Linked DNA regions of Gadus morhua: region 2 is linked to region 1. A link is a contact called in public Hi-C data. All regions are on one chromosome and are shown on one strand. Each heading gives the region's core, a stretch centred on a gene start, on an enhancer-like site or on the middle of the called end of the contact. The rest is flanking DNA. Distances are from core to core; before and after follow the strand shown.

Region 1 (2,700 bases), core at 189-2,688:
TGTGGGGGGGAGGAACCCGCTCTGCTCTTGTCCACTTTGAGATCATAAAGTTTTAGGGTTGCATAAAGAGGGGATTATTTTTTTGTGTAATTGGCTTTCTGGAGCGTTTTGGGGAGATATTGTAGTGTTTGGAAACAGTCTGGTGCTCAGGAATGTGTGAGAGGGAGAGGGCGCGGGAGTTTGGCGGCACGACGTTATTAGTGGTCCTGTGGGCTTTTGTTTGTTTTAAAGGGAAATTGTTACACAAACAAACGTTTCAGGGAATAACTGGATGATACCCTAATGCATCCACTTCAACTGTAGAAGTCAAAATCAAGGTGGAAATGTATTATAGTAAGTAGGGTTGAATTGCAAAAACATATTTCAAATTATGAAAAGAAAAACAAAGTAGGCTATAATCAGCCCACCCAAAGTAGGCCTATATAAACACAAGCAATTGTATTATGATTACATCGCCCCAATACCATTTGTAATGTGAGAAAAGAATGTGTATTATACACTGTATTTCATTTCCAAATCGGCAATGCCAGTGACTTTTACTTAATAATAACCTTGTACAGCAGAGTTGAACTGATGATAGTAAAACAGTGTTGACTTTACTGTGAAAGAGAACGAATCAGCGTCCAAGGCTGACACTTTAATTGAAAGAAAAGGCTAGGTAATGCTGGCTAGTTTAAGCTGATTTTTGATAATTCATCACGATCATGTTTCAAGAAAAAGATATTTAAGAATAAACTAAATACATGTGTAGAACCAAAATGTAACTGATTATATCCAGGATCGTGTTATCAGTACAATTCAATAAATACTTTTAGGAGGAAAACCAACCGTAGCTACACGTCATGGATGTTTAATTAGCTTTCTTGAAATTGCTGCTGTACTTCCAATTCTCGACAGTAGAGGGAGACATCGTCCACGGAAGATCTCGTCAATCACTGGGCGTGACAACTGATCAAATTTAAGTGATTTGAATTGATTTGTATGAAATATCTTATTTGTCGTTAATAACCTATATTAAGTTTGTTGTTAAAAATCTAATGTTTGAATACGAAACACATGGTCTTAATTATTACAATTGGCTATCATATTTGCATTGATTTTTGAAAGAAAGCTTTTATTATCAATATAAGGAATAGACGATATTATACAAGGCACCGTTGCATTAAGTTTTGAACTACATTAATGTCCCTATTGCAGTCTTTTAATTAGACCATGTGGTCTCTCTCTCTCTCTCTCTCTCTCTCTCTCTCTCTCTCTCTCTCTCTCTCTCTCTCTCTCTCTCTCTCTCTCTCTCTCTCTCTCTCTCTCTCTCTCTCTCTCTCTCTCTCTCTCTCTCTCTCTCTCTCTCTCTCTCTCTCTCTCTCTCTCTCTCTCTCTCTCTCTCTCTCTCTCTCTCTCTCTCTCTCTCTCTCTCTCTCTCTCTCTCTCTCTCTCTCGCCCTCCCTCTCTCACACCGTGCAGAGTTAACGCCGTTAAGTCGCAGTCCCGTTGTGCAGCGTGTGATATGGAGGAGTAGACCGAATGCACCGGACCCGTCGTGTGTTTCTACCAGTACATCCAGCCGAGACGTGGAGATATCCCAGAACACGACGTCTGCAAGCGGACCTCGGCTCTCTAGACGGTGCACATTTGCTGGGGGGATTGGAATAAGAGAAGGCAACACGTATCCGTTGGGATTTAACTCCTGAGGAACGCGCAGGAGTTGGGATCGGGAGGCGCACGCTAGAAACCGGGGGGACAGAGTCGAGAGAACCGAGGGAGGAACCGAGTGAGGACCCGGAGGAACAGTTTTTGTTTTTGTGTCCGTTTTTAAACCGTTGAAGAACATGAGGAACACTTGGATACTTTTGACCCTCGCGTCGGCGGTCTTCCTCTCCGCGCAGCGGGTAAGTTTGAGTCCGGGGATGTGGAGCTGTGAGCCGGGTGGGCAGCAACCCGGGGCGGCGGGGTGGGCAGCAGCCCGGGGTGGCGGGGTGGGCTGGAGCCCGGGGCGGCGGGGTGGGCACCGTGGGTTGGCGGAAACACCGGTAGGTCCCTGCTGGGTCCAGTGGTCCGCTTTGGGAAACCATTGCATTTTGGCGTTTCTATTGTAAGGCTTGTCTTATCCGTTATGTGGGAGGAACATGTCAGTTGATATTAGTCAGTTATGCTACAGTTTTATTGTGTTTTCAGTGTTCTACCGTTTGCGTTGAATTGATTATCCGAGCGTGGAAAGAGGGTTTTCCTTGGAGAGAAGTGGACTTGTATGATTGAAGCGATCCCACATTCCCTCCTAAGTACATTCGGACCACGAGTACGTGGCAAGCTCCTCTGAAACTATGAACCTATAGTTGAATGAAATGAAGTCCGGGGCGATTCCAGTGGTGGACACACACACACACACACACACACACACACACACACACACACACACACACACACACACACACACACACACACACACACACACACACACACACACACACACACACACACACACACACACACAGTGGCCTCTTAATTGGAGCGCGGCCCTAATTGGCTGTGTGTTTGTCCCGACGCCCTGCGCGGGGAGGCCCGTCAGATGGTGTCTCTTTAATCTGCGGGCCGTCGCCACCATTCTTCCAGCGGCCCTCGGAACACACACTCATCATCTCTCTGTGGATTGGCACTCGGGTAGGTCGCTTGCCGCACTACCCCCCCCCCCCCCCCCCATCCAAT
Region 2 (2,801 bases), core at 61-2,560, 190 kb after region 1:
GGCCCTCACCTGTAGCTGCCGCTCTCTCACAGCTCATTGTACTTTATGTTTATTTATAGTTAGTCATATTTATGTACTGTGATGGATCGTAGAATCTCCTCGCCGTACTGGCTCTCCCGCTGCCTGAGATTTCGCCTCGCTAATATCGGTACCGTGATGTCACAAAACCCTGCGTCATCATTACCGTGGTGTCTCCAGAGCCCTGCGACGTTAGTTTGGTGACAAACAACACTGATGTCATCGGGATTTCACGAAACATCTGTTGTCGTGATGTCACAAAGCGCCCCAAAGCTGTTGTGACGTCACACGACCTCACGACCCTGTTGTGATTTCACAAAACACAACCATCCTGTTGCGACGTCACAAAACCATCCGGGGCCGGACTGATGGCGCCTTTAAAGTAGCTCGGAAGTTCGGAAGCTCTTACTTGTCATTACGAAAATCTTCCCTTTTTCCAAGAGTGTTCAGGAAATGTTCGTAGGCTGTGACATAAAACCGGAAAAATTGATTGTTTGTGAGACTATCCATTGCTGTAGCTTTGTGATTCCCGTTTAGAGAACCAATAACGCAGCTCATAGATCCTCACCGATTTACTGTCGCGACCGACTGCTTAACGTTTGTCATTTGGCCTGTAATTGACTTTTGAGTGTGTCCTCTTTGTGCTTCTTTGCTGAATCAGATGAATCAGTTATTAGAACTGCTTGCTATGGTTGAACATGAGCGAGATTTTATCAGGTGATGTTTATAATTGTTTGATATAATGTATCTCAATGCAAATGTTAGAATGGGTGTTAAGTTCGCCTCTTAGTGTTTGAAAAGTGCTGAAAGTTCACTTTAGTCTATAAATAAAATGGGCAGCCATTGTTGTGACGTGATCTCGGAGGACTCGGGTAGCTTTACTTCCACACGAAACTCAGAGCAAAAACTCAGACTCAACAGAGTGTTCATAGCTCACTTTCCTCCGAGGTTAGGATCCGAACCTCCCGGAAACTCTGACCGTTTTGAAAGCGGCAACAAAACATCACAACCCGTACGTCACAAAACCCTCCGGGACCGGACTGAGCGACAGGCTGGGCTGAACCCACCTCCAGTGCTATGAGGTCACCTGTCCAAACAGACCAGCATGCCTACCACACCTCTCCCTGTCACGCTACACTACACCCACACGCGCGCGCACACACACAATAACAATTGAGTGCACCACAATCCAAACATATTTGATCCACACACACACACACACACACACACACACACACACACACACACACACACACACACACACACACACACACACACACGCGCGCGCGCGCAAACATGCACACATACCTACTTGAATGCACCACAACCCATACTCCACACACACAAACTACAAAGCGAGGACATTCAGAGCGGTCGACAAAAGAGAAAGAAGAAAGAAACAAACCTTCTCCCTGCAATCACAAACAACGAAACCGAAGTATGCCGTGAACAGACGACTCTTCCGAGAGCCTACAAACCCCAGGGTTCCTCGCGCGGCGGCAGCAGCCGCGGTGTTTGGCTCCAGTCTGCCAGCAACCGCGTGACGGTAAGACACGTTGAGCACGAGACAGTCCGTACCTCCTGCTCTGCCTCCTGCCTCCTCCACACCTCAGGATGCCCCGACCCGCGGAGTAGCAGCCATGGCGGTCCACGGTAAGACCGGCTAATCATTTCCTACCGGGTGGGATGCAACCTGTGTGCGGTGTGTGTGCGTGTGTGTGCGTGAGAGAGATCCGTGACATCGGTTACCCTTTTTAAACAGCAAGTAATGATTGTGTTCCGTGATTCCATGGCAGGTGGGCTGTAGCTTTGTGATTCCCGGGTATAGAGAACCATTAACGCAGCTCATAGATCCTCACCGATTTACTGTCGCGACCGACTGCTTAACGTTTGTCATTTAGCCTGTAATTGACTTTTGCGTGTGTGCGTGTGTGTGTGCGTGTGCGTGTGTGTGTGTCCACCTGTTCTTGGATGGCTGCGTCCACACACGCAAACGTGCGCACAGTAAGATCACACTGATCTTATTTTGTGTGGAATACACACACACACACACACACACACACGCACACATCTGCATTGTCTTCTAGACACCAGTCGTGTTTTGGCGCTTCTCAGGTGCGTTTTGAGAACAAATTGATCCGCTGGAGGGGTGTCCCTGTATTCGCGTGTGATGGTCTCTAGTGTGTTGGTCCCTACGCGTGTTGGTCCCTACGCGTGTTGATCGCTGCGCGTGTTGGCGGCTGAGCGACGCGTCGACAGTCGAGCGAGGCGCTCGCTCCCGCTGGACCAGAGCGCCTCCTCTCTAGGGTCTTCTCCCGCTCTGTGTTCTGTTCGTTCTTTCTGTTCTGTCGGTCCGTCCAGCAGTGAGATTATCGGCTCGATGCTCGGTCAGTCCCCTCCTCTCAGCGGAGGGATCTCTGGGACTCGGGACCCCATGCGAGGTAGGGTGTGTGTGTGTGTGTGTGTGTGTGTGTGTGTGTGTGTGTGTGTGTGTGTGTGTGTGTGTGTGTGTGTGTGTGTGTGTGTGTGTGTGTGTGTTAACTGAGGGATTGTGAGCCCAGTCCTTTCGAGATGCGACAAACCTTTTCCCAGCAGGATGAATCCAGGTGTCGCTCTTTGTGTGAACTATGGATCTAGAGACCCATATAGACTCTATAGGCATGGCAGTGCAGCAGTACTGCTATAGGATACTGACGACAGTAGTCAGGTTAATATTCATTGTCTACAGTGCTGTGATAGACAGGTATCCTGACCTAATGTTACAATTACAGGAACAGGAAATA

Evidence for each region. A called contact is a pair of places that touch in the nucleus more often than the background predicts.
Region 2: a Hi-C map of gonad shows a contact between it and region 1, with 6 times the contacts expected there. The contact joins the promoter of samd12 here to the promoter of sdc2 in region 1. A contact is called at or near these places in 2 of 6 Hi-C or Micro-C datasets (gonad and heart).

What each region holds. Positions count from the first base shown.
Region 1 is chr22:4,392,670-4,395,369 of gadMor3.0, forward strand. It overlaps sdc2 (syndecan 2), which reads left to right and starts at 1,439. Exons shown (of 5, transcript XM_030347429.1): 1 at 1,439-1,886. The coding sequence starts at 1,827.
Region 2 is chr22:4,587,427-4,590,227 of gadMor3.0, forward strand. samd12 (sterile alpha motif domain containing 12) reads left to right here and starts at 1,311. Exons shown (of 5, transcript XM_030347704.1): 1 at 1,311-1,671. The coding sequence starts at 1,659.